Regions from separate parts of the Mus musculus genome. Here regions 2, 3, 4, 5 and 6 are each linked to region 1. The links are chromatin contacts, called in public ChIA-PET, HiChIP or PLAC-seq and promoter capture Hi-C maps. All regions are on one chromosome and are shown on one strand. Each heading gives the region's core, a stretch centred on a gene start, on an enhancer-like site or on the middle of the called end of the contact. The rest is flanking DNA. Distances are from core to core; before and after follow the strand shown.

What was found. ChIA-PET counts read pairs in DNA pulled down with a chosen protein or histone mark. HiChIP or PLAC-seq counts read pairs in DNA pulled down with a chosen protein or histone mark. Capture Hi-C pulls out chosen DNA fragments and counts their contacts.
Region 2: a contact with region 1 is called in a promoter capture Hi-C map of pancreatic islet. The contact joins the promoter of Zfyve1 here to the promoter of Riox1 in region 1. A contact is called at or near these places in 1 of 39 promoter capture datasets (neural stem cells), 1 of 15 datasets of contacts at CTCF or cohesin (the NIH/3T3 cell line), 2 of 115 datasets of contacts at active chromatin or transcription factors (extraembryonic endoderm stem cells and memory CD8 T cells) and 2 of 9 other capture datasets (adipose tissue and pancreatic islet).
Region 3: a promoter capture Hi-C map of adipose tissue shows a contact between it and region 1. The contact joins the promoter of Ptgr2 here to the promoter of Riox1 in region 1. A contact is called at or near these places in 3 of 39 promoter capture datasets (embryonic stem cells, liver and neural stem cells), 1 of 15 datasets of contacts at CTCF or cohesin (large pre-B cells), 7 of 484 Hi-C or Micro-C datasets (B cells, embryonic stem cells, natural killer cells and 1 more), 12 of 115 datasets of contacts at active chromatin or transcription factors (the SCID.adh cell line, acute myeloid leukemia, bone marrow-derived macrophages and 6 more) and 5 of 9 other capture datasets (adipose tissue, embryonic stem cells, liver and 2 more).
Region 4: an RNA polymerase II ChIA-PET map of memory CD8 T cells shows a contact between it and region 1, with 46 read pairs. The contact joins the enhancer-like site here to the promoter of Riox1 in region 1. A contact is called at or near these places in 7 of 39 promoter capture datasets (the 3T3-L1 cell line, the C10 cell line, the HPC-7 cell line and 3 more), 4 of 484 Hi-C or Micro-C datasets (the N1E-115 cell line, bone marrow-derived macrophages, cerebral cortex and 1 more), 5 of 115 datasets of contacts at active chromatin or transcription factors (T-cell acute lymphoblastic leukemia, embryonic stem cells and memory CD8 T cells) and 1 of 9 other capture datasets (embryonic stem cells).
Region 5: a contact with region 1 is called in a promoter capture Hi-C map of liver. The contact joins the promoter of Mideas here to the promoter of Riox1 in region 1. A contact is called at or near these places in 8 of 39 promoter capture datasets (3T3-L1-derived adipocytes, the C10 cell line, embryonic stem cells and 4 more), 3 of 115 datasets of contacts at active chromatin or transcription factors (embryonic stem cells and pancreatic cancer cells) and 2 of 9 other capture datasets (adipose tissue and liver).
Region 6: an H3K4me3 HiChIP or PLAC-seq map of embryonic stem cells shows a contact between it and region 1, with 4 times the contacts expected there. The contact joins the promoter of Psen1 here to the promoter of Riox1 in region 1. A contact is called at or near these places in 21 of 39 promoter capture datasets (the 3T3-L1 cell line, 3T3-L1-derived adipocytes, the C10 cell line and 13 more), 1 of 15 datasets of contacts at CTCF or cohesin (the NIH/3T3 cell line), 4 of 484 Hi-C or Micro-C datasets (the G1E-ER4 cell line, the HPC-7 cell line, pre-B cells and 1 more), 11 of 115 datasets of contacts at active chromatin or transcription factors (DN3 thymocytes, the SCID.adh cell line, acute myeloid leukemia and 7 more) and 4 of 9 other capture datasets (adipose tissue, embryonic stem cells, liver and 1 more).

The regions. Positions count from the first base shown.
Region 1 is chr12:83,948,505-83,953,621 of GRCm38.p6, reverse strand. It overlaps Riox1 (ribosomal oxygenase 1), which reads right to left and starts at 3,014. Exons shown (of 1, transcript NM_023633.3): 1 at 669-3,014. The coding sequence starts at 2,930. The coding sequence ends at 1,119. It overlaps Heatr4 (HEAT repeat containing 4), which reads left to right. Exons shown (of 17, transcript NM_001376939.1): 16 at 955-1,007.
Region 2 is chr12:83,595,227-83,600,343 of GRCm38.p6, reverse strand. It overlaps Zfyve1 (zinc finger, FYVE domain containing 1), which reads left to right and starts at 3,122. Exons shown (of 12, transcript NM_183154.4): 1 at 3,122-3,347; 2 at 5,022-5,117.
Region 3 is chr12:84,282,286-84,287,402 of GRCm38.p6, reverse strand. Ptgr2 (prostaglandin reductase 2) reads right to left here and starts at 2,107. Exons shown (of 10, transcript NM_029880.3): 1 at 1,927-2,107.
Region 4 is chr12:84,240,524-84,245,640 of GRCm38.p6, reverse strand. No RefSeq gene overlaps it. Among named protein-coding and RNA genes, the nearest start is that of Mideas, 24 kb to the right of the region's middle. Within about 2 kb of position 2,345, at least 120 of the 459 cell types and tissues checked have an H3K27ac peak or open chromatin away from gene starts, as enhancers often do. A contact at or near this core is called in the HPC-7 cell line, T-cell acute lymphoblastic leukemia, bone marrow-derived macrophages and 1 more, where this site is marked.
Region 5 is chr12:84,215,707-84,220,823 of GRCm38.p6, reverse strand. It overlaps Mideas (mitotic deacetylase associated SANT domain protein), which reads left to right and starts at 1,943. Exons shown (of 13, transcript NM_001163501.1): 1 at 1,943-2,049. It overlaps Gm46319 (synapsin-1-like), which reads right to left and starts at 4,393. Exons shown (of 3, transcript XM_030247050.1): 1 at 4,301-4,393; 2 at 1,710-2,674; 3 at 1,172-1,341. The coding sequence starts at 4,393. The coding sequence ends at 1,260.
Region 6 is chr12:83,685,965-83,691,081 of GRCm38.p6, reverse strand. It overlaps Psen1 (presenilin 1), which reads right to left and starts at 2,930. Exons shown (of 12, transcript NM_001362271.1): 1 at 2,789-2,930.

The sequences.
Region 1 (5,117 bases), core at 1,765-4,264:
TGAGAGTGGAAAATAATCTGAACACCAATCTTCCCCCTATGGCCAGCTTGCAAAAAGCTGGGTGACTAAAGCCTGTGAAAGCACAACTAGGTGACATGACGCTGTCCTTGTGGGAGCTAGCAATGCCAGTAAGTCACTGATTTCAACCAAGCGCTGAACAAATACCGTATGTATTTCAGAGCTGATTCTGCTAGTAAAAGATCTCCTGCTAGGACTGTTCAGATTGGACGGAGTTCAAGTATCATAACTAAAAGGAGTATGTTACCTCCAAAGCCAATCCACGGCCCCAACCAGATATGTTTCTCGTCTTTAATGGGAGTGATGCTAGGATAAGCCCAGGGCGGTGCACATGCCAAGTGTCCGCTTGCTCTACCCCAGCTCTCTCACCTTTGCAAAAGATACTCCTTTGACATCCTAAGCCATGCTTTCTTTGTTTTTTGTTTTGAGACAAGGTTTCTCTGTATAGCTCTGGCTGTCCTGGATCTCACTTTGTAGACCAGGCTGGCCTCAAACTCAGAAATCCGCCTGCCTCTGCCTCCCGAGTGCTGGGATTGAAACCAAGCCCGGCTACTAAGCCATGCTTTCATCTGAGCCATATTTTATCTTCTTCCTCGTCCCACACTTCTTCAAATCAATCCCCCCCAAAAAATCTAGGCTTAGAAAAGAAAGATGGTCTTTGGCACTTTTTTTTTTAATAAATCTGACGTTCATACAAACTTAACGCGCAGCACACTGACCCCAGCTCAGCCCCGCAAACTGATGAAATAGAACCCAAGGAAGCAACTTCCATATAAAACCCCCAATGTCTCCAGCAGAATGGCCCAGCCAATGCTACCCGGTACACTGGACACTGTAGGGAATGAAGCTGGTGCTCTGAAAGGACAGGGGTCAGGGCCACTTCTGCCACGAACTTTCCCCCTCAGCTTCAATTCCTGTGTTTACTTTTACACCTAGGTAAAAAGGTTCTTCTCCAGCCTGAAGTCTGCGACACTGAAAAAATCCTAAAGGTAAGCACAACCATACTGATGCTTAGCAAGGTAAGAACCCGACCTCTTTAAAAAGAGAGGCAACGGTAGTGGAGAGTCGCAACGGCACTCTTTCCAGCCATCCTCAAAAAACTAACTCGGAACTAGAGGTGTCTTGGTGAGTAGCAGCCCCTTATCATATAACATGGTTGCCAAGGAGAGCTGGTCTTCCACACTGTCACATGGCAAGTCCCCCACTCTCACAAACTCCGGGTAGGAGCGAAGCAAGAGTTCCATGGCGTCGGCTTGCTGGGGGTGGATTTCTAAGCACTTGGGTTCCTCTAGGTGATAAACTCGAGAGTTTTCCACCGTGTGATACAGGAACAATCGGCCTCCCTCTCCCACCAGCCGAGCTACGCCGTCCTGAAGCATGTGGACTTGGGTTTCAGTTGTCAGCTGGGCCCCCACATTGACGGGTTCTCCAGCCTCCCAGCGAACTGGGAGCCCGTGAACACTTAGAGCCCGTTCCCTATCGGTCAACACAGGGGGCAGGGAATCGTGAATGAAGTCTTTTGCTCTCTGGTCAGCCACAGCATCGACAGGAGCAAAGTGTCCCAGGCGAGCAACCAAGACCCGCACCTTTTCCATGAAAGCTGTCCTTCTAGGATCCTTAGAGTCGGAATGCTGGGCCCCCATGTAATCCATGAAGTCTCGGGGCAAGCCTCTGCGGAACTCCACGTTCTCCTCTATGGCCGCTTGCACTGCCAGAGGCAGTACAGCCTCCAGGAAGTCACCCCATGTATTGCGCTGGTAGGTGGACAAGGTGAGGTGTAGGGAGTGGACTCCATCCTGACATTCAGCTTGGTGAATGAAGCCCCGAGGAAAATAGAGCAGGTCTCCAGGTTCCAGTACCGTTTGCAGCACAGGCTCACCAAGGTCCTCCTGGCTGAAGTTGGGACTAGATGTCAGGGCCAACTCCTCACTCGGGTCCCGCGGTCGGTAGACGCGCCAGAGTTTCCGACCTTCCAGCTGCAACACGAAAGCCTCGATGTCATCGTAGTGAGGAGCAAAGCCCTGCGAGTCCGGGGGCGTGAGGTAGACGTTGGAGCCCGCCATGCTGCCAAACTGCTCCTGGAGCACGGCCAGAAACTGCCACACGGTGGGCGAGAAGGCTTGCGGGCACAGGAGGCGCAAGGAGCAGCCGGCTCGGTACAAGGACCACGCGGCGGCGGGAAGCGCGCGGCCCGGCGGGTTCAAGGTCTCCCGCCGTCCATCGACGTAGCGCGCGGCGTCCAGATGCTGCCCGAATTGCACGTCCTCGTAGCGCAGCATCGAGTCCAGGTCGGCGGTGGAGAAGAGACCCTCGTAGTAGCTGCGGTCCTGCCGCCGCACCAGCACCGCCTCCCGCTCCCACAGCCGCCGGTAGAAGTGGTCCGGAGGCAGGGGCGCCAGGAGCCACTCGAAGAGGCGGGCGGCGCGCCTCCGGCTGCTGGGGATGCCGTTCAGCTCCGTCAGTACCTGCTGCAGCGGCGAAGCCCGGGGTCGCCCCGGCTCATCCGCGTGCGAGCCCGGCGGCGGCGGAGCGGCCGTCCCCAGGTTCCGGGAGAGCGCAGCCCATCCCTCCACGCGGCTCGGCAGCGTCGCCGAAGCCGACCTCGGGCGCGCTGACACCGGCCGCGGCTCCGCCGACCGCGAGGCCTCCAGCAGCTCTGCCGGCCTCTTCCGCTTGCCCCGAACCGAGGCCACCGCCACTTTCGAGTCCGAGTCCTCGCTCCGGAGCGCGCGAGCTCTCAGCGCGGCCACGCGGGACGCCGCCGCACTTTTCCGGTGCCTTCGGATCTTCCGGGGCCGCAAGGGCAGGGCCAAGACCGACGCGCCGCGGGGCTGCGACTGCGGGTGCCGCCGGCGCCTCCCCCGCCCGCGCTTCAGCAGCGCCGCACCGTTGCCATTCGGTAGCTCGTCCATAGCGGGGCGGCCGGCGGGTCCCACGCTTCCGCGGCCGTGGTGCTTTCTGGGAAGGGGGCGAGTCCTTCGGCATTCCCTGGGTAGGCCAAGCCTACCGTCTTCCTGGGTCCTACAGCTAGCCCGGTTTGTCACCTTTTAAAACCGCGGTAGTATGCACTGGCAAGGCAAAATTCTCTACCAGATAAAGACTCCGTGTAAGAAAAGAAGGCACGAGGCATTTCAAAAGAAAACAACTTCATTCCTCTTTTTTGCTTTTCTGGGACAGAATCTTTCTACAGAAGCCGTAGCTATATAGTCCTAGAACTTATTAGGTGAGCCAAGTTGGCTTTGAACTCACAGAGATTTCTGTCTCTGCCTCGCGATTGCTGGGATTAAAGGTGTGCAGCGCTGAGCCTGGCTTCCTGTTTTAGTCCGCTTTCTCATTTTTGTGGTAGGCATTTTTGTTCCTAGGCAGTTTCCTGGTAGAATGGAATGAAGGCAAAGTTTGATATTCTGTATGAAGCACAGCTCTTACTGGCTCTCTTCACTGCAGAAAACTTCATTGTTAAGCCTCTCCTCTTCTTTTTCCTCTCTCTCCTCAGTTACAAAGCCTTGCCAGGTATGGTGGTTCATGCACGGGGAAGGCTGAGGTTACAGGGTGAGCCGCTTGTAATTAATATTCTTCCTCTGAAAAGGAAGTTAGGGACTTCTCCACTTTGTCAGTGTATTGCTACATAGTCCTTTCTAACCTCAAACTCCTGGGCTTGCCTCTCAATATGACATTGCAATAGGCTGTTTCTCCTCCTCCTCCTCTTCTTCAAGCTTCTGACTTTTTAAAAAGTTTGTGCATGCGTACGTGTATGTCTCAAGGAGGCCAGAGAAATCTCTTAGTACAGTAGTTTGTGGAAATCTCTCTCTGATCCTTGGATAGAGTCGTAAACACTCTTTAACCACTGAACCATCATCTCTAGCCCCCCGCAGACACCGCTTCTGCAAGCATTCTTGTGAGTGTGTGTGTGTGTGTGTGTGTGTGTGTGTGTGTGTGTGTGTGTGTGTGTGTATTTTACATATGTATGTACCACCATGCCTGGCAGAACATAGGTCTTGATTGGGCAGGATGGCAATACTTTCTCAGGGAGTTAGGTAGCTTAAATGAATTGATTGGAACCTGTGATGGTTAACACCGATTGTCAACTTGACAGGTGTTAGTGTTATTTTACATAGTGTGTTGCAGTTTTCCTCTTAACCCAGCTAACTCCCAAAGAATTGAGACTGGACTAGTATATTTACTCAAAAAGCTTTAAGGGCACAACAACTGAGCAGGTTACTCTATTTTAATCCTTTATGCTAATCTAGCACCTTCCCGACAGAATCTTCCTGATACTTGCAGCATTTTAGTACTGATCTGGTTCTCTGGGCTCCCGGACTGCTCTTTGTTTTTTCTTTCTCCTTTTCCTTATCTCTCTTGGAGTCTCTCCTCCCAGCCAATCCCCACTTCCTCTCTCGAACTCTGCAAATGTCCAGCCCTATTCTCTTTCGTGCTCATTCATTGGCTGATCAGTTCTTTACTGACCAATCAGGGAATTATTGTAGAGCAAGTTTTTCACCACATTGAGACATGAGATTCTCAGAATAAGGATTGCAAATATATATGGGGGTACAGAAGTCCACATTTGAATAATTCATGAATAATCTTTACATAGTACACAATAACATTATGACTACAGTCAGGATCTAGAATCACTAAAGAGGCAAGTCTCTGGGCACCTCTGTGAGAGATTGTTTACCTTAGGTTGAAGTAGGAAGACCCGCTGTAAAAGTGAGCAGTACCATCCATCCCATGGGCTGGCGTCCTGGAGTGGGTAAGAGGGGAAAGCAAGCAAGCGATCTGCACAGCGTCTTTATTCTCTGCTCTGAGTGAGGGTGAAGTGTGACTGGCTGCGACCTGCTCCTGCGGCCTCTTCTACCCTACCACGAGGGAACGTAGGTTCGCATAAATCCTCCCTTGAATTGGAAATATCTTTTCAGGTATTTTTTTGTCAAAGCTAGGGGAAAGTTACTGTAACAAACCTAATAGAGGAGCTATCCATATCAGATAAAGCCATCATGGGAGGTTGTGAAGGGTCTGCCCAGCACTGGGAGTGGGGTCTTAAAGCCGCCAGTGTCAGCCGGGCGTGGTGGCGCACGCCTTTAATCCCAGCACTCGGG
Region 2 (5,117 bases), core at 1,873-4,372, 350 kb after region 1:
CATGTGGTTGCTGGGAATTGAACTCAGGATCTTTGGAAGAGTAGTCAGTGAACCATCTCACCAGCCCTTAAATTTTTTTCTTAAAGTTACCATTTAATGTGGGATTGGAGGTTGGGTGCCTAAGTTAAAACCTCTAAATTCACATAAAATCCTTGCTATGAGGGTTACGCTTAGTTGTCAACTTGACTGGTTCTGTACCTGTGAGGGAAGGTTGTCATTATGCCTCCTCCTTCTGCCCCCCTCTGCTCTGAGACACAGTCTCACTGTGTGCCTCTGACTAACCTGAAACTCCATCAACAGACTAGGCTGGCCTTGAACTTACAGAGATCTGCCCATCTCTGCCCTTTTTTGGGGGTGGGGGCAGGGTTTCTGTGTATAGCTCTGGCTGTCCTGAAAATCACTTTGTAGACTAGGCTGGTCTCGAACTCAGAAATCCACCTGCCTTTGCCTCCCGAGTGCTGGGATTAAAGGCTGCGCCACCATGCCCCCGGCTCCATCTCTGCCTTTTGAGTGCTAGGCTTGAGGAGGTGCAGTTCATTACACTGGGCTGTGAGGGGGCTTCTTGACACTTTCACTGAAGTCGGACACTCACTCTGAAAGAGCTAGCAATGCCCAGGGGGAGCCCAGATAATTCCTGCTGTCTCCTGCTGTGTCCCTGCTTGCCTTCCTCTGCTTGCCTTCCTCTGCTTGCCTTCCTCGTGCTGGCAACTTCATCATTGGGGGTTTGCTCTCTTTCCACTGCTGCTGCCATTCTTTGCCGAAAGATTTTAGTTTCTTTAGGTCTTCCAATACTCACTGAAGACCAATGGCTTTTCCAGAAATCCCCCAGGCCTTCAATGCCAGATTAGGACTACTGAGGTATCTGGCCTCATGAATTGAACAAGCTCCTGGCCTCTCAGCCTCTCCAGTATAAAAGCAGCCACTGTTGTATTATATTATATTGTGCAAGTCAGTTGTACTGGTAAGTTTAATGTCATCTTGTCACATATTGAAGTCATCAGAGCTTCACTTGAGAAAATGCCTGTATAAGATCTGGCAATAAGGCATTTTTCTTAGTGATTGATGGGGAGGGCCCAACCCATTGTGGGTTGTGCCACCCCTGGGCTGGTGGTCCTGGGTTCTATAAGAAAGTAGACTGAGGATGTCACAGGAGAGCAAGCCAGTAAGCAGCACCCCTCCATGGCATCTGAATTTTCCAAGTTCCTACCCTTTTGAGTTCTTGTTCTGGCTTCTTTTAGTGACAGACTACAGTGTAGAAGTGTAAGCCCTTTCCTGCCAAACTTGCTTTTTGATCATGGTCTTTCATCACAGCAGTAACCCTAAGACACCAATCTAATAACTCTCCATTTTAATAAGTATGTATTCTATTGGTTCTATTCTTTCATATTCCAGGCATGGTAACTTACTTTTATAACTCCAGTGCTGGGTAACAGAAACAGGATCTTTGGGGCTCACTGGCCAGACAGTCTAGCCATCTCGGTAACATCTAGGCTAAGTGAGATCTCAAACAAATAAACAAACACCCCAAACCAACCAGCCAACCAGCCAACCAACCAACCAAAACTAACAAGACAAGGTGGATGGCTCTTAAGGAATAATGCCTAAGATTGACCTCTGGCCTAAACACACCCTTGACTCATGTGCATATGTACCAGCACCCATATGCACACACACAAAATAAAACTTAAAATGCTAAATGTTTGTTCCTATCAAACCCCCATTTTTTATGGTGCTGGGGCTCAAACCCAGGGCCTTGTGTATGCCAGACAGCCAATCTCTTTTGAGGGACACACATAGACCAATATATTTACTTTATAAGCAAGGTTATGAAATAATCTGGCAAAGCTACACACAGCCACAGAGGCAGTCTTAGGGATAAAACCTTTGTCATGCCAACCAACCTCAGGCTTATTTAAAACTTGTTAGCTTAACTTTTATAAAATCCCTTCTTCTCCATACACCATCTTATTTCTGGTAAACACTTTTTAATGTGATTGTAGATGGCTTAGTTCTTATTATCCTGGTTGGTGATGTGGTACAGGTAAAAAAATAAAAAGTTCATCCAGGTTTGCCGCTGTTGGCTCTGTGTCATGAAGAGTTAATTTTCAGCAATATAATCCGTATACATAGCTCATTCACTATTTTGTAGATTTGGCTTAACTATTGATCTAATTATGTCCTGAGATCTATGAGTGTCCTCTTGAATCAGAAGATGAGGTCTTATCCAGTGTTGTCAATAATTTGCTGTGTACCTTGGCAAGTAACCTAACCTTAGTTTTCTCTCTCAGGTTAACCATTATCAAGATAAAAATCATATGTTAAGATTGGCAGAGCCATCAGAAATTACACAGCAAAATTCCTTTATTTTATGGAAGGACTGAGTGATTTACCCTACCAACCTATGTAGTTAGTTTTCCTAGGCATTACAGACCAGTATCTTTTCCATGCATTGTATTTTCTCTCAATATTGTCTCAAGAAATAAATGAGAAAAAAGTGAAAGTACTAAACAAATATAAAGCTATTATTAAAAAAATCAGACAATAGTATTACAGACACTGTTATCTTAAATTTTATTGGAGTGTGTACTGTAACTATTCTGCACAATATAAAAATTAGAAGTTATGATGTCTATGTATGGAAAAAGGCAGAAAAGGAATAAGGCTGGAACAAAATTAACAGTTGATTAACTTTGAAGGGAAAACAAAACAGCCTCAAGCATAGTAATATCCTCTCAATGTTTACTGGTATTTTTCCACTTTGAGCATTTCTGAAGGAAAGATGTACAATAATAATGTGCCGTGCCATTTCCTGGTTATATAGAACATCATATCTTTTGTTTAATTTACAATACTCCTTCCCGGGCCACTGCCCTAAACTAGTCGCTGCAACCTGCAAAAACCTCAGCCCCGGCCGAGACTCTAAGTCCCGAAATGCTTTCAGGCTTGTCTGTCCCGCCTATTCGCAACGACGATGCTTCCATCGGGAATTGTAGTCATGTGGAGCTTGTATTTCAGGGCTGTAGGGCAGAACGACAATCCCCCCAAAACTACAACTCCCAAAAGGCCGCAAGCGCCCTTCCCGCTCCCCGTCGTCGCGCTCCGCCCCTGGCCGCTCCTCCCTAGCTGGGCTGCGCTGTTCATGCCTTCCTGTTGGTCTGAGCTGGGAGAAGTTCACTCTGATCAGCTGATTCCAACTGACAACAAGAGAGGAGGAAGCCTGGGAGGCAGCAGAGGAGGAGGGGGCGGAGATGGAGCTGAGGATGGATCCGCCGGGGCCCTAGAGCAGCCCGGGTCCTGTCGGCAATCCGCGTCCCCCACACCGCCTTGCCTTGGCCGAACTGCTCCGGGTGGGCTCTGTGGGCCGCGGCGGAGAGGGCGGGGGCGCCTTGGCCCAGCCCCGGGCGAGTGCTGGTCCCGGGGCTCCCTCCAGTCGCTCCTAGGAGGAAGGGGGGACGGGTGCGGCTCGAGTGGGGGTGGGGTGGCATAAACAATGGATTCGGCTCCGGGATGTGCGGGTTTGTGTGAAATTTGGGGGGCCTTCTTTGTTCTTCGTCTCCGCTGCCACCCCTTGGGTTGTGGTGGTGGTGTCCGGGAGCAAGGTGGGTGAGGGACCCTGGATTGGAGAGAGGCGTCGAGGTTTGGGGGGGGGGGGTTTGCTCCGAGTGGCATATTGTTTGCTTGGCCTGGTGGTGGTGAGGGTCAGCTGTTCTTTTGAAGGTTGGTTTTCTGTTTTTCTTAGTAGTGACAAGTTTTGATTTTTGTTTCCCTTTTGGGAGCTGACTGGACACGTCTGAGGTTAAGGTGAAAATAAGGTCCCCTGGTTACTCCCTTGCCTTGTTTATCTGAAGATCAGATGGATAGATTGGCTACTGAAAGGGAGGAGTGAATATCTGAAAGGAGGACTTTACACTTGGTTGTGCTCTTGGAATAGGAGGCAAAGGTAGGGAGAATTAGGAGTGTAGTTACGTTAGTGACCCAAAACCCCCTTTCCTGTCTTCCCAAGTTTTTGACTTGGTTTGTTTTGTTTTAAGTGTTTGAGTGACAAGAGAAAATGAGTTGTTTTGACTCACTGTAGGGCCTGGCTCTACTGTGCGCCTAAGTGCTGGAATTCTGCCTCCTGTTGCTGCCGGTTCTCTTCCTCTGTAGAGAGGAGGCACAGGAGGAAGCTCAGTAGTTGTCTTACTGTTTTTGAAAATGAAGTTGGGACTATTGTTGTCAATTTTAGAGTCCTTACTAGACCTTTGCTCGACTAGAGCTGAGAGAGTCCATTTTATAAGGATAATTGGGTTTGTAGAGGTCTTTGAGGGTGGTGTGAATTTATTGTTACAATATTTTTCTTAGCTTTTTACAGACCTCCTTTTCCATTTCTCATATATAAGGAGCAGGTGCAGAGGGCTTAGCCTCCTAAAAGCTGTCTGTTTAGTGATTTTGAATCAGAGCTTAATGAAATGAGAAGAGCATTTTACCAACAAACCAGCAAAATCTTTAAGAAGCTCTGGGTCTAGAAGTGTTTTGTTGTTACACATATTTGAGACAGGGCTTCTCTGTGTAGCCCTGGCTGGCCTGGAACTCACAGAGATCCACCTGCCTCTGCCTCCCTTGTGCAGGAGCCTCTAGGCTGGTTTTTGTAGTTAGTTTAGTAGCCAGGCTTCAGCCTTTTTTTTTTTTTTTTTTTTTCTTTCTTTTTTCTTTTTTTGGTTTTTCGAGACAGGGTTTCTCTGTGTAGTCCTGGTTGTCCTGGAACTCACTCTGTAGACCAGGCTGGCAGGCTTCAGCCTTTTGAGTGCTAGGATTTACCACCATACCCAGCATGGCAGTTGATTTCAGAAGGGAGATCCTTAGCCATGATTTTGAGATGACATTTCTAGTCCTAGAAGAAGCCACTGTAAGTTTTATAAGCAAGAATGAGGGTTCTCTCTGGGTTTGGCCTAGCAATTAGGTGCTCCTTTTTGTTTGCTCAGTTTAAGGTACACTTCTGGTTTTTTTCCCCAGATGAGTAAAATCTTCTTTTTCTGCTCTAGGTAGCCCTTGAAACATTGGCTTGAGGTCCAAGTAAATCGAACAGCTCCTCACCACCTTCTGTCATCACTCTGACTTTGTAGCTGAGACCCAAACCA
Region 3 (5,117 bases), core at 858-3,357, 330 kb before region 1:
GACAAGGGTTATTTTGGCTACAGTTTAAGGGCACAGTCGTCATGGAGAAGTCACTCTGGGTGCTTGAAGCAGTCACTCACACCACACCAACAGTCAAGAAAAAGAACAACGAGGCTGTCGAGATGGCTCAGTGGGTAAGAGTACCAACTGCTCTTCCAAAGGTCCTGAGTTCAATTCCCAGCAACCACATGGTGGATCACAACCACCTGTAATGAGTGCGTCTGAAGACGGCTTCAGTGCACTTATTTATAATAATAAATGAGCAGAGCCAACCAGAGTGAACAGAGGTCCTAAATTCAATTCCCAGCAACCACATGAAGGTTCACAACTACAGTGTACACATATACATAAAATAAATAAGTCTTTAGGGAAAAAAAAAAAACCAGAACAAGGAATGCTGGTGTTCAACTGGCTTTGTCGTTTTTATTCAGTCCAGGACCCAAACCTAAAAAATCGTCCTACTCAGCCTTGGGGTGAATCTTCCCACCTTAGTCATCTTAAAATGAAGCCAATCCCTCATGGGTACACCTTGAACTTGTCTATTCAGTGATTTCTGATCCCCCCAAGTTGACAGTCAGTGTTAGGCATCACACGGTGACAGTTATCTGTTCTCCATTTTCAGCATTCTGCCTTATTTCTCTAGATACACATAACAGAGCCAGTGTGATGCCTCCCACCTGTAATTCAGCACATGGGAGGTAGAAGAGAGAGGAATGAGTTCAAAGCCAGACTTAACTACATAACAAAATTCAAGGCCAGAATTCTGGGATATGAGAGACCTTGTCTCGAAAACAAACAAACAAACAAACAAACAAAATCAACCATGACTTACTCACAGGTTCTCCATCTAAAATAAAGATCACATTCAAGACCTGAAGGGCAGTGGGTTAGGAGGCATCATAATGGAGGCAGAGCTGAGTAGACCTCAGTAAACCCCATTTGCTGTTAAATTAAAGTGGGTTTCTAATTGATTCGACCATTCTAAAATACCACCAAAAGATCTGGTTCAATGACAGTCATTAAAAATACGCCTTAAGCATCTGTGTAGCAGACTATTGTAAGGAAAAGCTCACTGAACTCACAAGGGCAAAGGACATGTTCTGTTTCTAGCTGGGTGGGACCTCGGAGGGGTCATATAGTTTATTTCCTGAATGTTTCCAGGCATCCCAGAACTGGGTGAGTTGACATGCTCTAGCATGGTAGCGTCTTACATTTGTAATCCCAGTTATTGGGCAGATGGAATACAGACGGCAAATTCAAGGCCAGCCTGGGCAAATTAGTGAGAACCTGTCCCAAAATAAAAATGAAAAACAGTCTGGCAATATAGCCCAGTAGTAAAAACCTCTTGCCCAGCATGCATAGGGGAGGTGGAAGGCTGATCTTGGACTCAATTCCCAATACAGAAGAAAATAAATTATTAATCAGCTTGCTTAAATACAACTCCGTCCTCAAACACCACCGCCATGAAGTTGCAAACATGCTATCCTTTTCACAGACGCCATACAGGGGCTGAATAACTTGTCCAAGGTCGCACAACTTATCCCCAATATCTTTTAATAAAACACACTTCCTGTTTAGCCGTACTTTGTTCAACCATTCTGCCACAAAGGGCTCTGCTGACCTTCCCTGTGCTGTCTATGCCATCGTGTGCAAATGTCCACCTCAGAAAGCCAACCTTCCTCTATGGCTCCCACGACTAACCACTTTCACAGAAATTACTAGTAATCTCACATTTTCAAGCCGACTTCCTGGATCCTCAGCACCAAGAGGATCAAAACCTCTTGGTGCTGAGGTTTTTCAACATGACATAAGTATACCCCTATGCGTGGCACACAGTAGGCGCTCAATAGATGTTCAAATCTGAAGCACCTCAAACACAGTCGCGCCCAAACTTCACCCTCGGAATTCTTACAAAACGGAGAGCACCTGTTACGGGGCATTCCCTAGTCTAGCGTCCCAAGCTATACCGCCGGTGTCGCCCGGAGCTCGAGGAGGACGCCCACAGGTCACCCTGGCTCGGCACTTCCTCCTTTTCTGCGGGCTTAATCCAGCTTCCGGTGCAGCGATACAGTGGCCCCCCTGCGTGTCTGTCAGTTTGAGATCTCGCGGGATTTGATGAACAGCGAAGGGTCAGCTGGCGGCACGACCTTAGCCCTAGGACCACACTGCGCAAGCGCAGGACTAAGCCGGCCTCCTTGCCCTCTCGTCTCCTAGGGCCGGGGTTTTGAAGTTCATACGCGATCCTTTGGTCCCCAAGGTTGGTGAGAATCACAGGATACGTTGCTAGTCTAGGCAAGGAGTATCCATAAGTTAACCTCATTAGGGCTCCGTGGCCGACCCCGCCTCCAGGACCAAGAGAGCAAATTAACTAATGACTTCAGATCAAGTCCCCTGTGTCCTCTTGTGCCCCCAGAGGTTGAACCCGCGTCCTGGCACGGTCTAGGCAGACGCCCTGACAGCCAGCCCCAGCCTCTGGAAGAAACTTGATTCATGTTAGATTCACTGAGTCTTAGGTTGGGGAATCACAGTGAGAAATAGCATCAAGTCTAACCCTTGTTTTGTAGGTGAACAAGCTGAGATCTAGAGGACTAAAGCAGCGGTTCTCAACCTTCCTAATGCTGTGACCCTCGTGCGTGGTGACCCCCCCAACCATAAAATTATTTTCATTGCTACTTCATAATTGTTATTTTGCTATTGTTTCGACCCGTAATGGAAATGTTTTCCGATGGTCTAAGGGGACCCCAAGAAGCTAGAAACTCATGGTTTGAGAACCACTTGACTAGTCACTATCGGGTGTGGTTTGTTTCTAGAATAACTTGGGATCTCCAGGAACTGCAAACCCTAACGGACTTAATCAAGCGGCTGTAGGAATCGCCCTTAGCACTGTATTCCAGCAAGGGCTAATCGCGGAGCTCTAACTCTGGTATAAAGAGTAGCTGAAAAATACCAGTACCGCCGGCAAATGGGCAGCCATCAGATGGACTGGAGGCCCGGGTAACAGAACATCTGAACATTTTCACTTCGTTTGGAAAACTTGAAGAATGGGGTAGGAGACTGTTACCACATTCCAAATAACTTTCCAGCAGGATCTGATCTCTTGGTGGTCAGCTGAGTGAACCAGAGAAAGAGGAAACGCTCAAAAACAATAAAAGTGATAGCAGAAAACAGAGGGAGACTATAGATTACATCTAAAACTCAAAGAGAAGAAACTTAGTTTGGGCCCTTTTTGATGTGAAGTCCCCTTTTCTCCAGGTCTCAGATGTTCAAAAACTGCATGGAGGAGTTCAGGTTTATTTATTTTCCTCCCTTCTGAATTTTCTCTTCACACTAAGGGTTACAGTCGTTTGTATGACTTGAGTTGTACCATGTATCATATGGGTATTTTTTTCCTGATATGGTTTTATTTTTATTTTTTGTGGTGTGGTGTGGTGCGGTTTGGTTTGCATCACGGTGCCGCTACATAGGCCTGGGTATCCTGGACCTCACTCTGTAGGCCAGGCTGGCCTAGACTCAAAGAGATCCACCTGCCTCTCCCTTCTGAGTGCCTGGACTGAAGGTGCCAGCACTGGCTTTGGTTTTTATTTTCAAGGTTGCGGCCACTGCCATTTTACTAATGTGGAAATGGAGATTAATCACTCAAGCGCCAAGATGAAGGAACTAAACGTAAAGGAACAAGTCCCCAAATGAGAGCAAATACGTCCTTCTGTTTCTGCCTTTGCTGTGAGTTCAGGATCCCCTTCTCTTCCTTCTCTGCAGCTTTGCGTTGTCTCTCATCCTTTAACCGGTGCCAGAGATAAATGTTTTCCAGACTTAACTTGAGGGAGGTGCCAACCTTTCTCCCCCCAACCTAATGCAAACAAACTGTGGCACAGTCTGCGTCCCTCGCCCCAACATTCCTACTAAATATAAGCATTTAATCTGATAGGTTTATGTAATCGTTTGCTAAATGACCTTTTAAACTACAATGACTCCATTTGAATTCCTGTGAAGTCATCTCTTTCAGATTGCAAATTACTCAGGAGGAAGAATTAAAGTATGTCTAGCCTTCTTACTACATAGCCACTCCACGCAACAGAGATAATTTGGTGCTAAACAAATACATTTTCATGGAAGTGATAACTGTTCATAATGCCAAACCCAAACATAGATTCTAAAGAAATAACACACACGGGAGGTAAAAACCATACCTGCCTGCCTCTGCCTCTGCCTCTGCCTCTGCCTCTGCCTCTGCCTCTGCCTCTGCCTCTGCCTCTGCCTCTGCCTCTGCCTCTGCCTCTGCCTCTGCCTCTGCCTCTGCCTCTGCCTCTGCCTCTGCCTCTGCCTCTGCCTCTGCCTCTGCCTCTGCCTCTGCCTCTGCCTCTGCCTCTGCCTCTGCCTCTGCCTCTGCCTCTGCCTCTGCCTCTGCCTCTGCCTCTGCCTCTGCCTCTGCCTCTGCCTCTGCCTCTGCCTCTGCCTCTGCCTCTGCCTCTGCCTCTGCCTCTGCCTCTGCCTCTGCCTCTGCCTCTGCCTCTGCCTCTGCCTCTGCCTCTGCCTCTGCCTCTGCCTCTGCCTCTGCCTCTGCCTCTGCCTCTGCCTCTGCCTCTGCCTCTGCCTCTGCCTCTGCCTCTGCCTCTGCCTCTGCCTCTGCCTCTGCCTCTGCGATTAAGGGAGGAGTGGGGATTGTGTCATTGCTATTGCTGCATATAAATCATCCTCAAACTTGGTATCGTAAAACATGAGCATTTATTACTAGAGTTGTTAGGGGCAGAGCAGCACCTTTAATCCCAGCACACTGGACACAGAGGCAGGTGGATCTCTCTGAGTTTGAGGCCAGCCTGGTCTACAGAGTGAGTTCCAGGACAGCCAGGGATACACAGAAAAACCCTGTCTCAAAACACACACACACACACACACACACACACACACACACACACACACACACCAAAAAACCCAACAAGACAAAACAAACCCTTAAGGATCGATCAGCACATAAATGCCACCACAGGGACATCAGGGCATGAGCCTTCTTTGCCTGTGTTCACCCTCCGCAATTTTCAGGCTCCACCCCAACTGTACCCTCTGGCTAGATCCAGCCCTTTGTCCCTCTTTTGCTGGCCTGCCTGTGAGAAGCAGCTTTG
Region 4 (5,117 bases), core at 1,096-3,595, 290 kb before region 1:
TCATAGAGATGGGCCCTCTGAGTGCTGGGATTGAAGGCAAAGGACACCATGCCCAATGCTAAGCCTTTTTACCACTTTTTGCTGTTGTTTATTTGTTTGGGTTTTTTTGAGACAGGGTTTCTCTGTGTAGCCCTAGCTGTCCTGGAACTCATTCTGTAGACCAGGCTGGCCTCAAACTCAGAGATCCTCCTGCTTCTGCCTCTAGAGTGCTGGGATTAAAAATGTGTACTACATCCTAAAACTGTGGCTCCAAATCCTGTTTTAGCTGTAATAGCTCACTGCATTGTAATACCCCTTCCTCATTCCCAAAGAGATGCGTTGAAGGTTTAAACCAACTACCTAAGACCATGACCTTACCTAGAAGCAATCTTTGCCAAAGCAATTAAGATGGGGTCATATCAGAATAGGATGGATCCTTAATTCAATATGACATTAGTTGCAAGAATATGGCCTTATGAAGACAGAGGCAGACATGACATTGGAGGCAGAGGTCAGAGTACTGAAGCAGCAAAACCAGGCAAGCCACTAGAGAGAAGGACGAGGAATGGAGGAAGCCCATTACCTAGCAGAGGGGGCATGGCCTCCCTTGCCTACACATCAGATTTTAAGGATGGCCATGCCTACACCAAAGTTTGGATGCCTAGCTTCTAGAACCATAAAAGGAGTGTATTTTTGTTTGCCAACCAGTTTGTGGATTCATAGAACTGCAGCTGGAGCCAAGAAGCAGCCTCCAGCGCTGCAGCTTCACCCACAGACACAGAAACATTGTAGTCATTGTAGTCATTTGTTTCCATTAAAAAATGATGCATGAGCCAGGTCTTGTGCACACACCTTTAATCACAGTTCTCAGGACTCAGAGGCAGGAGGATCTCTGTGAGTTCGAGGCCAGCCTGGTCTACAAAGAGCGTTCCAGGACAGCCAGTGCTGTTGTTACACAGAGAAACCCTACCTCGAAAAATCAAAACCACCAACCAAACAACTAACCAAACAAACAAAACCACTGTATTCCTTAATCCCAGTGCTCAGGAAGCAGAAGCAGGCAGATCTCTGAGTTCAGGCTTGTCAGCAAGGGCCTTTACTTGCCGAACCATCTCACCACTAGCCCAGTTTTTGTAGTTTTTAACAGATGGGTTAGTTTGTACATGCTTGCCCCAGGGAGTGGCACTATTTGGAAGTTTGGCCTTGTTGGAGTAGGTGTGTCACTATGGGTGTGGGCTTTAATATCCTTGTCCTAGCTGCCTGGAAGCCAGTTTTCTGTTTGCCTTCAGAACAATATGGTTGAACTCTCAGCTCCTTCTACCCTGTGCCTGCCTAGGTACTGCTATACTCCTGCCTTGATGATAATGGACTGAACCTGTGAACCAACCCCAGTTAAATGCTGTCCTTATAAGAGTTGCCTTGGTCATGGTGTCTGTGAACAGCAGTAAAATCCTAACTAAGGCTACAGACATTACAGAATCCATGTGTCCATGTGTGCAGATCCTCACTTCTTTCTTTCCTCCATGCCCCTTACAGCATACCTACTGTGAACCAAGTGTCCATGAGCAGCCTCACCCTGTCCTCCCCACACTTGCAGTCTTTATAGAAGAATAGTTTTCATGCCTTCCTCAGACCATCAGAACCATGCCAGGGGAGTAATATATATGGTTATATGAGAGGGGATTAAGTCTGTTTTTGTTCTAACTCCTCTGCCCCTAACATTTTATTAAGAGGTTCAATGAGATGTGCCAACAGCCAGTAAGGTGAGGATGCGAAGGGACACTGCCATCCAGATATAAGAGCTAAAACAACTTACTGTGTCACCATTGCACGAGGAAATCCTTTAACCTAATGCCCAAATGTTCTCAGGGGTACTGATGCTCAGTGTACTCAGGGGTACTGATGCTCAGTGTTCACGTGTGTACTGATGCCCAGTGTTCTCAGGAGTGCTGGTGCCCAATGTTCACAGGGGTAATGATGCCCAGTGTCCTCATGGGTACTGGTGACCAATGTCCTCATGGGTACTGGTGACCAGTGTCCTCATGGGTACTGGTGCCTAGTGTTCTCATGGGTATCCTTTTTCTCAGCTTCCTTCTATGTGTTTCCTGCCTGATAGAGGAACAGCATGAAGGCAACAACACCATTTGCCTATATCTTGAGTGGCACAGAATTCAGACCATCCCAAAGAGCCAGTCCTCCCTAGAGGGACCTTGGCCACCTTCACTGCTACCCCTGACTCTGTCAGAGTTTCTTTCCAACATGGTCCTTTAACTGGGACATACGTCTTTTTGCAGCCTCTGTCAGAGATCACGAGGCACACCACACTAGAGACATCACAGAGCTGAGTTGCAAGTGAAAACAGGAAGTGGCCCAGGCTTTCCTCCACAGGGGGAAGTGAGCCTCTACACCTGAGAAAGTGACTCTGATGTATCTACGTCAGGGAACTTGCTTCTCCGTCTGAAACATTCCCTCCTTGTGGGCAAAATTGGCAAAGGCTAAAATGCATGTTCCAGTGTGTGTGTGTGTGTGTGTGTGTGTGTGTGTGTGTGTGACACATTTCATGACTACGTTTGTCACACGTATCAGAGGACCCACCATCTCTGCAAAGGACCAAGGCAGCCCTACCAAGGCCAATTCATTTGCACCTCACTTGTGTCCCGGGTACATATGAAGTTACTTCAATAGGCAGCGAGAAACAGAACCATTGTCTTTACCCTATGGCTGCAACTATCAACCTGCGGATCACAACCCCTTGCACGGGGGTCACATATCCAATATCCTGCATATCAGATATTTACATTATGATTCGTAACAGTAGCAAAATTACTGCTATGAAGTAGCAACAAAATAACATTATAACCATAACCATGTCATAACCCTTACCCTATGGGCTCATGGTAAGTAAGGTTGCAGAGATGAACAGAAGCTCTGTGACCATGATCTGAAGTATGCTCGCCACCCTGGGAGATCTTGGAGCTCTAGCGCAGCTTCCAAGTCAGCTTGCTTAAAAACATTCTAAGCAGGCAAAGACAGCCATATACCATGCCATCCCTGTGCTGACTAGTTTTCCTGTCAACCTGATACAAGCATTTTGAAGAGGAACCTCAAGTGAGAAAAAGCCTCCAGAAATCAGGTTGTAGGCAGGCCTATATGGCATTCTCTTAATTAATGATTATAGAGAAGGACCCAGCCCATTGTAGGTGTTGCCATCCCTGGGCTGGTGGTCCTGGGTTTGTAATATCCAAAATAAATTCAAGACTACCCAGTACCTTCCCTCTTCAAAAGGACTTTCCAAACTGTACTAGCAGGTCAAGTACAGAGTCAGATAAAAGGCTGGCTGACTAAACAAATATAGAAACATAGTTTTAACGGTCAAAAACAAAATTAACAATTTCCCGGCCCCACCTCACACTAAAAACCATAAGGACACACAAAATGAGAGTCACCCTATACAAACCGACCAATGTCTAAAAAGGTTATTTGCTACACCAATTAAAATAAGCCAAACTACCCTGGTGCCTATATCCGGCCCTTACAAGGTATAAAAAGTGTGTTCTTTCTATGTTCTGTGTCTCTCCTCTGGCCTGCGTACTGAGAGAGGGTTCCCTAACATGTTGGATAAGTAAAATCCTCATGCGTTTTGCAACGACGGCAGTCTCTGTGGTCTTTGTGCGTGAGGGTCTTTTGACAAGCTACAACAGGTTCTATAAGAAAACAAGCTGGGGGGCTGGTGAGATGGCTCAGCGGTTAAGAGCACCTATTGCTCTTCTGAAGGTCCTAAGTTCAAATCCCAGCAACCACATGGTGGCTCACAATCATCCATAATGAGATCTGATACCCTCTTCTAGAGTGTCTGAAGACAGCTACAGTGTACTTACATATAACAATAAATAAATCTTAAAAAAAAGAAAACAAGCTGAATAAACCACGATGAGCAAGCCAGTAAGCAGCACCCCTCCATGGCCTCTGCATTAGCTCCTGCCTCCAAGTTCCTGTCCCAACTTCCTTTGATGATGGACTATGATATGGGTGTGTAAGCCAAGCCAACCTTTCCTCCCAGGTTCCTTCATCATAGTAATAAAACCCCTAATTAACACACCGCTAAACCTGCTTCCTAATGTGTCTCTGCTTCTTCTGCAGAGCCTGTTGCATCGAGGTTGCTGTACCTCAGCTCTGCTCTCCTCTCACTGGGTAGTCAGAGCTCAGCCTTTCTCCCTCCTCCTCCCATCACCTCTCTGTTTACTCCCTGGCCCACTAAAAGGAGACCTCTCTCAGGGCTGTCTGTGGGGAGTTCAGTGTGGCTTGGTATTGCTACCTTGTAGTGTGTAGGGCAGGGAGCACAGAGGAAGCCTGGGACTAGAGTCCTGTGTTTACCTCAGAAGCCAAAAGACAGGTTGACTTTCATAGTGACTACATATACACACACAATACCACATACACACCCTACATACACACAAACACCCATACACACCACATATATACACACATGTACACACATACACCACACACACACACCACATACACACAAATCACTTCACAAACTCTCTCTCTCTCTCTCTCTCTCTCTCTCTCTCTCTCTCTCTCTCTCTCTCTTTCTCTCTCTCTCTCCCTCTCTCCCTGTCTCTTGCTCTGTGATTTTGAGACTCTGCACTAAGGAAGCCATTTCCAGGTATGCCCTTGATCTTGGACCAACAGTAAGCAAACATTTCTTTTCCTTCACTCTGTCTGTAGTTTGTGATGCCATTGAAAACCAAAACCAGGCATAATTTACTATTTGTTGAGAAGGTCAGGCGGTAAAGCAAATGCTTTCACTAGCTGTAAACTGCTGGTCCACTGACATGGTGTTATGTGCGTACTTTTCTACGTGCCGTGTCTGGTTCAAGTTAGAAGCTTCAGCAGATGTGAGTCAGACTGTTGAGGCCAAACTACTTCTGGATTTATCTGGAAGTCATTAGAAAATCAAAATATAGGATGCCCTGTTAGGAAAAAACAAAACAAAACAAAACAAAACAAAACAAAACAAAACCAAGAAAGATTCAATGGGGGAGGAGACACAGACACAGAGAGACAGAGAGACAGACACACAGACACACAGACAGGCAGAGACAGAACAATATAGTCAGCTATACCAAATGGTA
Region 5 (5,117 bases), core at 694-3,193, 270 kb before region 1:
GACATCACATTTCTTTTGCCGTATTCTGTTTGTTAGAACTGAGTCAGTAGAGTTAGGGACGAGAGCTTGTGTAAGGGTGTGAACGCCAGGCGGCAGAGATCATTGGCAGGGAGCTGTCTACCACATCCTCCACACAGGGTCCTGAGACTTCCAGCAAATGCCACACTAGGCAAGGACAAAGCATTGTGTATGTGCTGATGTGAATGTCAGGCCTTCACACATTGTGGGCTCTGCTAATTACTCCTGGGCATGCAGAAACACTGAATATTCATGAAGTTACCACAGAGGATTTAGAATTACAATACTGAACAACAACAACAAAAAAATACTCCATTCCAGTCTTAGCAAATACGGAGTAACACTGTTTTCTTCAGAAGCCTGGTCATTGCTGTAAGGAATTACTTCTATTCCAAAATCAAAATGAGGAGTACCTCCGCCATACCTTCACTCCATCATATGATGAAATAATAAAATGTCAAAGAGTTATACTTAAGTCTATAACATACTTACTTCTTAAGACAATATTATTTTCCATTCACTGCACTTTTTGTGTTTGTAATGTAATAGTAATGTCTCGGTAAAAGGCAGACCCCAGTGCACTGGTAGCTGCAAGATGAAGGAATTCACGCTGCCAGGAGAGCTTGGGTCAGGGTCTACATGCTTCTCATCTTTGGGTGAGCCTGTGGCTTCTCTTGAGGTATTAAGCAGACTTGGGGTGAGGGTATCCCCACATGTTGTTTTCCATTAATCTTACATCACCTTTGACACAAAACCTGTACTCAAGCAGAGGGCTTTCTGGGCTTCAATGAGGAGATGGGAGGTCTGGGAGATATTATCAGGCCAATGTGTTAGTAGGAGTAGTTTGGAAGTGGGAAAGGGAAAATTTTGTCCAGCTTAAGTGGACGTCTCTGAATGGCCTTTTATGGGTCCCTGTTTTCCAGAGCAAGCTTCTGCCTCACTAAACGTTTCTGTTAGGAAAACCTTGCCCTGCAGTTTTGGCTGTCTCCTCCCCCCCCCCCCCCCCCCCCCACACACACACACAGCAAAGGCTAGCCTAGTCCTCTCTCCAACCTAAGGGAATTAGGAGTCTTTCTTTGGGCACTGCTGTGTAACTGCTTTCTTACTGGTCGCCAGAGGCTCAAAAGGCAGCTCTCTGTTGATGTTAGTTTTAATACGCCGAGAAAATTTATTTTGGGCAGTGATAAACTTCAAAATTACTATTGCCTGAAGCTCCTGCGTCCAGGATCCACCTTGTAAAATCACTTCTGGCTAATGATGACACCCGAACGCACCAGGCTCCAGAGATTCTGAGACTTGAGTGCACAAGGAAGAGGTGGGGATCTGAGAAGAAAGGGAACAGAACGACTATTTCCCAGACCCGACGTGGGTGATGACATAGTTCCTGAAATACAATGCATGGTAACATCGTGTACAAGTGCCACCCGGGGAAAGCCACTGACAACTGTGCAGACCTGTAAGGGACATGAGGACGGGAGATTGGAGTTTGGCCTAGCATTATTCAGGGAAATAGTACACTGCTTTCACACATGTCCTCTCTAGTCCAAATAACAAATGAAATGAAAACCTTTATTATCTCTCCCCTCTCTCCCGACTGTATGTGTGCGCGCGCGTGCGTGGGAGGAGGAATGTAGGTGGGGGACTTTTTCCCCTAGGGTCCCTTGAACTCAGCCCCTAGGCTCCAACGCCACCTTTTAGACTCAAGGGAGAGCAGGAAGTCTCCGATCGCACTTTCCCCAAGAGCAGAGTGAGGGTAGGGACGAAGCTTCCACAGCCGCTGCAGCACCGGGAACCGAGGGTCTGGCTGGGGGCCGCGCGGAGGCGCGCGGAGCCGGGGCGCGGGCGGGGCAGGAGGCTGCAGAGCCCTGCGCGCCGCCGCGCGAGCTGCTGGGTCACAGCCGGGACCGCGCCGCCTGCTCGGCGAGGAAGTGACGACTGCGCCGTCCCGAGAGCAACAAAGTTTGAGTCTGCTGGTCGCGCTCGAATTGCGTCCCGCGCCCCCTCGGAGCTGCCCAGGGATCCAGCGTGCAGGTGAGTCGCGGGAGCCTGGTGGCCTTCCCGCCGTGGGGGGCGCCGACGTGGAGCTCGGGGCGGGAGGGGGGATCCGGAATTCGTTGGGGTTCGGCGGCGCGGGCCGGGTCGTGGGACGCTGGGAGTGGGGGTGCAGGAGAGGGACAGGGTGGCGGAGATCTCGGCCGGTGTTGCGCCCCTGAGGTGGTTGTTTTGACTCGGGACTTAGACCGGCCTGGCTGCAGCCTAGCCCTCTCAGGGAGCCACCCCTGAGCGCAGCGATGCCGGGAAGGGGCCTCCCCGGACCTGCGACCGGAGCCAGCCCTACACCCCGCGCCCCATCTCTTCGGGTTGCGTGCAGCTGCTTTTCCAGCCCTTCCCGGTGTTTCCCCGGGAAACGTTCCCTTCCTCTACGCCGCCCTCCACCAGGTTTCAGGAAGGAAGTTACAGGAACTTTCCCTCTACTTTTGTTTGCTCGGCCTTGCAGTGACGAAGAGCAGAGCAACTCAGAAGTTTGGGTCAACAGCCCTATCCATTTCCAACCAGCAAAACCCGAGTTGTCCCCCAGGCCTCCTTGAAACGAGCCCCTCCCGACTCTACACTTTTCCTCCCTCCCTCCCAAGCCCCGAACCCAACAGTAAGCTCTCTAAGGCCTAACACTTTGCAATTTAGCCATAAAAACTGTCAGCACACCCACGTACATATGTGAGTGTTTTCTATATAAAACCCAGAAAGCCGCTTCCAGTGGACTCCGTGGCATCTTGTTCTTTTCTGTGTTCTAAAACGGCTAGGGCTGCAGGAGTTTGCCTGGGAACTTTGATGATGGTTCCCCGCCGCCCGCCCTCGGTAGCCTCGTGCTTCTGGGTCTTTAAAGAACAGCTGAGAAGTTTATGACATCTTTGCATAGTTGCAGGGGTCTTGGCGTGGCCCAGCAGCTGGCGCCAGGGCTCCTTGGTTTGTGCCTGAAGCTGTAGCAGCGGCGGGGACAGGGCGATGTGTGCAGGAATGTGTGTACAGGCCGTGGACAGTTGGAGATGGGATGTCTAGAGCTTGAATAGTGCAGTCCCTAGCAGCAGCTTTCTGCCGGTCTGTAATTACTGCGTGATTGCACAGTCAGGCTTTGTTGGCGTGGATGTTTATACACACGCTATTGTGCAAGCTCTTGGTGGTGGTGAACAAAACGCAGATTTGCATTGCAAATGCTTAGGACAGATCTGGGCCTGAACTGCTGTTCTCGAATTCTTCTTACCCTTTAACTTTTGCTGGATGGTTGTTTCCTTGCCTCTCCCTTAACCTCCGACAGCTTGCTGATCTCCTGAGAGTCTGGCTACTCAGGAAAGCAGTCTCTCTTTACTATTTACTACAGAATAAATATCTTAGGCAGCCTGAGCATTGTGCCAAGAACTGTACCTTCACTTGTCCTGAGAAAATGTGGGATGACGTCAGCAGGAAAAGGAGATAGGAGATGACTGTCCAATCCTGTCTTCACGGAAGGGCTGTTTGAATGAGCAGAATTGCAGGATTGGGGCTAGCTATAAAGAGGAGTCACAGGTCATGTATGTCTGAGCTGGCCGGGCAGACTTTGAGCCTTGAAGGATCAGCTGCAGACATTTAGGTGGGTCCTAATTCCTTTATTGTGTTCTGGGCAAAGGGGAAGCATGCTTAGTGGGTAAAGGAAATGTGCCAGGCTCTGAGACTATGTGTCTGTGTGGCCGATGGGTGTGGGGTTGAGGGTGACTCACATGTTTTCTGTAGTGTGGTCCCTACACCTACTTCCCTAGTACTGTCTACAGGGACAGGGGTCTTCATATCTATCCAAATTCTGCCCTGCAGGAAGCAGGCTGTCTTAGCTACTTTTCTAGTGATGTGAAGAGACACCGTAACCAAGGCAACTTATAAATGAAAGCATTTAATTGGGGACTTGCTCACAGTTTCAGAGGGTGAGTCCAGGATCATCATGGCAGGGAGCATGGCAGCAGGCAGGCAGGCATGGCGCTGGAGCAGTAGCTGAGAGCTTAGATATGATCAATCCACAGCAGCAGGTTTGGGGGCGGGGGTGGTGTGGGGGTGGGATCAGGGGCACTGAGCCCAGTATAGGCATTTGAAAACTCAAAACCCTCTTCCAGCAACACACCTCCTCCAAACAAGGCCACATATCATAATCCTTCCAAAATAGTTCCACTAACAAGCAAGGAAGCATTTAGATGTATGAGTCTGCGGGACGGGGCGGGGGGAGGGGTAGTGCCCATTCAAGCCACCACAGGGGCCCAACCTGCACATAGGAGAAGGCTAATGGTTTCTTGAGAGCTTCAACTGTATGAAGGACCAGCGCAATCCTTTGGAGACCAAGAAGCGAGCACTGCATTTGTGCAAGACCATCCTTCTGTCATCCCAAGTGTCAGTCATACAGTCTATTCTGGGCTGAGATTCACCAGGCAATGCCTTTCCCTGTTGTGCTACTCTGTGACTGCTTGGCACCAACCCCCTACAGTGCACGCATGGTCCTCTGCTCCCAGAAGCAGATACTGGTGACCGACTGGAACATGCTGGTGTTCCTTCATGGCTTCCCAAGCCAAACAGTGGAATTTCACTTGGAAGCCAACTGCTGGGTTGCAGCCTTGTGTCATCTGTATGTCACCGGCACAGTGACCGCTTGTCAGACCATAACATTAGGGCACACAGTCCCTGGCAGGTATCTGTGTGCTTTCAGAGACTGGAGGAAAAGCATGTAAAATCAGGAGAGTTCTGGAAGCTCTGGTTCCACAGTAGCCACCGGGGAATGGATTTAGAACAAAAGCCCCACTAAGGTAGGAGTTGCCTGGAATTTCACAACTCGATTGCTCCGGGGGATATTGAGTTTTTACTGAACTTGTCTGTCAAGGTTCTTGTCACCTGACTAGAAAACCCCGCCTCCGTGAGTCCTAGTGACACCAAGATTGATGGAAGGAACAGGCTTCCTTCTGACCCCCCCCCCTCCCCCGCGCCCACCCCAGAGAAAGAGAACTCTGAGTTTATGGTCTTTTATGTCCTTGATGAGACTGGAAACACCCAAAGCTCACTTGGTGTGGCTGGCAGGATGGCAGGGAGGG
Region 6 (5,117 bases), core at 1,681-4,180, 260 kb after region 1:
AGAGCTCAAATTCCCAGCATCACATCCAAGCCAGGCATAGTTCCTGCGCCTACAGTCCTAACACTGGGAGGTGGAGACAAGAGGCTCCCAGGAGACTGACAGACAGCCCACCTAGCTGAAACAGCTTCGGCTCAATAAAGAGACTGTGCCTTATAAAATAAAATTGGTGCTCATGGTGCAGCCCGCGTCTGACAAGCAGAATTTAATCCCCAGCGCCCACATATCGTAGACAAGAAGGATTCCATAAAGTGATCATGTGTGTTATAACATCTGTGTGCCATGGCGCACGTGCTCCCACACACACAATTAAGTTTTTAAAAATTAAGCTGGGTGTGGTGGCAGATCTCTGTGAACTTCAGGCCAGCCTGGTCTACATAGTGAGTTCCAGGAAAGCCAGGGCTACACAGAGAGTCCCTGTCTCACAAAACCAAGCAAAACAACAACAAAAATTAAATAAAAAGGCCCAGGGGGCGGGGGTGGGGGTGGGGGTGGGGGGAGACTTCTCGAGATGGCTCAGACAGTAAAGGTACTTGTCCCACATACCCGGAGACCTATGCTCAGTACCCAGTACTAATATAAAGGTGGGAAGAGAGAGCTAACTTCAGACTTCCGAATATTACTATGGAAGCCCCCCCAACCCTGCACACAAAAATAACATTTTTGTTTTTTAAGTAAGGCAATAAACAGTGGAGAAACGCTCCCCCTGTCCTCCTCTGGCCTCTGAATTTGTGAGCATATAGGCAAAGACTTCAGCTTTGCATATAAAGTAGAGGTGCACACACATACATATCACACCCACAGAATAAGACTCAACATGGTCTCTATCTGTACTGTCAAACAGACTACAGGCCATCCTAGGTTAGATCAGGTGGATGAATTCGCTCTACTCTCGAGTCATTCACCATCTCTGTTATCCAGGCTGGCCGTGATTTTCCAGCTCAGCCTTCCAAGTAGCTGGGACTCCTAAAGCACCGCCTATACCTGGAAATTATAAAGACTCAACCCAAAGTTATTTTAATAATTCTGTAATGAAGTTATTTTTATTGTGAGTCAATGTCTCTACCTTCTGTGGAAATGGATGGAATACAAGTATTTTTAAATTAAAAACGAATATTTACATCTAATTAACTTGCATAAATTCTTTCTGCTTTCACTCAAACAAGGAACTGGAAAAGACATCTGAAAACCAAATAGGGATTCTTGGAGCAGCAAATAGGAATCAGGTTTCTTTTAGACAAGGAAACACTGTGCCAGGTGCTGGGGATACTGTAGTCAGGGGTTGCTTCTGGTCACTGAAGAGCCTCCTAACTATCTAGAGAGGACAAGTTAATTTGACACGGATTTCCTGTTAAAAATGAAACTGTTAGCTACACTGGATTAACAAATCATTAAGACTAATTTCAACTGCTTCTTGTTACCTTTAAAAATGTGTCTGTGGGGCTGGAGAGATGGCTCAGCTGTTAAGAGCACTGACTGCTCTTCTGAAGGTCCTGAATTCAAATTCCAGCAACCACATTGTGGCTCACAAACATCCGTAATGAAATCTGATGCCCTATTCTGGGGTGTCTGAAGACAGCTACAATGTACTCACATATAATAAATAAATAAACCTCTAAAAAATTTTTTAAAAAAGTGTCTGTGGGAACATTTAAAACTAGTATTTGTGGTTCACGCTCATCTTTCAAGGGTACAATGGTACAGAGATCCTTCTAAAACAACACCAGGCCTTTCATTCCTATCGCTGACAATGCTCCCTGAAGCTTCCGTGTTTCTCAGCTTCTGTGACACTGCACTATTGTGGTTTCTGCATTCGTCCTCCTCAGCAGCCTCGTTGTCCTCCTTCTACCTGGCTCTTTGTTGTGTTCCCTAAGTGTCCACCCAGTTCTCTGCTCCAACATCAAACAGCAAATCTACTTAAGTGACCCATGTTTACAGTTTACAGCTCTGACCTCAGGCCATCTTCACCCGCTGTCACTTCAAAAGTACTATTTCCAAACCACTGCCTAACTTCCTTATTTCTCTCTCATTCTCCAAACTTGAACCCAGTCAATCTTATGCGTTAGTTGAACAGATCGCCTGTCCTGCTCACGTTTCTTCTACGTTTCTGTTACTGGAACTCTCATTTCTCCTAGTTATGTAAAAAGTTACCTCAATTGTCTCATGCACTCCGTCCTCCACTACCAGGCGGATGTGCCTGAGCCTCTGTTCGCGGCAGTGCCACATTTGAAAACGTGAAAGGGAAGAACTAGCAAACACTAAAGGCGCCTACAAGCGTCAGACACATGCATCGTGACAGTTCTGAAGAAAGAACAAGCGCCATACGACTCTTCGCCTGCCAACAGACACACTGAGAAGTTAGCCCCGAGTGCCACTCACTCACTTCTGGACTATGACACACTCGGGGCACCAGACGCAGAGTTTCACCAGTTGCTCAAGGCGACCCAGCCTAGGGCGCTTCCTCTATCTCTAGCTCCACTCTGATCGAGAGGCCACCCCTGATGCCAGCCATCTGCTCCCGGCCGCCCGGGGAAGCCAGCACTTCCGGGGTACCAAAGCTCGGAGAAGGCTGCTCTCAGTCTGGCCCCGGCTGGGTTCCGAGAAACCGGCTTCACCCCGTTTCCCACGCGGGGTTCCTCGATCTCCGCCCGCCTGGACCCCGCCCCTCATCCCTAGAGACGCCCGCAGCGCGGCCCTCGGAGACACAGGCCCGCCCGGACCCCCGGCAGGCAGGCGACGGTGAACACGACCGGCAGAGACACCCTCCGCCCCGCACACCCTGGGCACGCACCTTCTCTCTCCGCGCCCGGGCGGCCGGCTCGCAGCCTAGGTTTCCGCCTCAGCTGCCGCTGTTTTGTTTCCGACGAATACTCGCGGCCCACGGAGCAGGTCGTCCTAGGCCCCGCCCTAGAGGTCTCACCGGTGTCGCAACTTCCGGCCTCGGCGACGTTGGCCCCTAGACCCGGGAGGGGACGGAGCTTCCGGTGGCGCGCGCAGGCCACGAGGGCTGGGGGCTGGAGCTGGCCTAATCCACTCGCATAGATGTAAGGATGTGCGCGACCTGAGGCCTCTCTAGGGTTTGAGGCGCGTCTAGCGTTCTTCCAGTCTACAAGTGACATTTTCCCTTGTTTTTGGTTGAGACTGCGATTCGAGCGTTCCCTGCCGGTATCAAACATACCTTGTAGGAAAGGATGGGCTTGAACCTATTTATTTGGTTTCCATGTGTGGGGACACCGTGCCTTGTTTTGTAGTGACATTTTAAATCCAACACTTCCCATTTCTCCACAGTATTTATTTGAACAGTTCCTCAAAACGGATAAAATTTACTGTTTGTACTCTCAATAAACCAAAGCGATTGGTGGGTAAACAGAACCTGAGAAATATCCTATTAGTCTAGGTTCCGAGTCTGAAAGTCTTCCCAGATGGCAAGCTTCTAGAAAGCAAAGAATGTTTCCTATCTTGATTTTTACATCCCTCAGATTTTCCTTAATCGGAGAGACAATTATCAACAGCACACCACACATTTCACTTGGGCAAAAAACAACAGAGAAATTATTCATAATCCCAAATAACCAGAAAACGGCTAATGTGCTTAAGGAGCACACACGAGGAACTAGATTCTACTCCCAACAGAGACAAATACATCGGGATGGTGTTGTATCTGAAATCATAACACTCAGGAGGAGATGGGGCAGGACAGTGAGTTGAAATCGGACTGGGATTCCTAGCAAATTACAGGTCAAACTAAGATACACTGGGTCAAACTTCCTTTTTTCTACTTCCCAGAAGGCCTCGTTCTAAATAGTAGAGCATCCATCTCCATTTTCTCCCAACATTCTCAACCCTGCTTCAATAAACTCAGACTTCACTATTTTCATGCTTAAGATCTTGATACTTTAGTCTTTTCCGCCAGCGGAATGGCAACTGGGAGGAGACATAGCATAACCTTGGGTAGTTTTCCCTCAATCATTTACTTATACCCTCAATCATTTACTTATATGGGAAGAAGGCAGAAAATTGTAGACAGTACAGAACAAGCTCAATACACTTGCTAAACAAGCATAGACTAAAAGCCATTTGCAAACTACATTAATTGCGATCTTTTGGTAGAATGGCAAATGCTGTAAACTATACAGAGAAGCAATTTCGACAAACATTTTTGTGCAAAGATGTTCGTGGAGTACTGGTATATATATAAAAAAATCTCACTGTCCTACAACAAATCTTAGTTCACCTAGGTTATAAAACTCATGAATGGGGCTGGTGAGATGGCTCAGTGGTTAAGACCACTGACTACTCTTCCAAAAGTCCTGAGTTCAAATCCCAGCAACCACATGACGGCTCACAACCATGAGATCTGACGCCCTCTTCTGGTGCGTCTGAAGACAACTACAGTGTACTTACATATAATAAATAAATAAATCTTAAAAAAAATACTCATGAATGAAAGCTATGAGCAAGAGAACTGTCTAATGGACAAAAATGGCAGTTGTATTTACACTCAGTGTTCCAATAGATTCTTGTAAAAGTAAACCCTCAAAGGGGAGGGGGGACAGGAACTGAGTAGACTACAGATACTTCTGTTTTCTATATTCCTTTTTAGGGATATAAACACAAATATTACATAAATGACATGGGAAGACTGACACCAGGGAAGGGCAAAGGTGATTAAACATTAACCACCAATGAATATCAAATAGACAGACAATGTTTATAGAGTGCCAAGAGAAGCTAATGTATCCCACTCGGGCACCCACGGAAATATCAAGGCACACAACACTTCTAACTATGTGAATAAGATCTGAGACATTTGAAAGGCACATACTAAATAATTTTCTATTTTTTCAATGTAATATAGCATTGAGGGTCTAGAAACACTAAAACCTAAGAATGACCAAACAGTGCCAAAGAATAGTGAGAATTTCTGCAGTGTAGCATTTATTTTCCCCATTATTCAAAACCTGGCAATAGGAAGATGAGAAAACCCAGTAGCAACTAATGAGTGAAGCAGGAAATGACTTGGCCTGATTGACTAGGTCACTTAGGAGAGGAGCCTGCAAGGCAAGACTAGGAATGCAGTCACTAGAAGCCAGGACCTAGTCAATCAGGCCAGGTTTTCC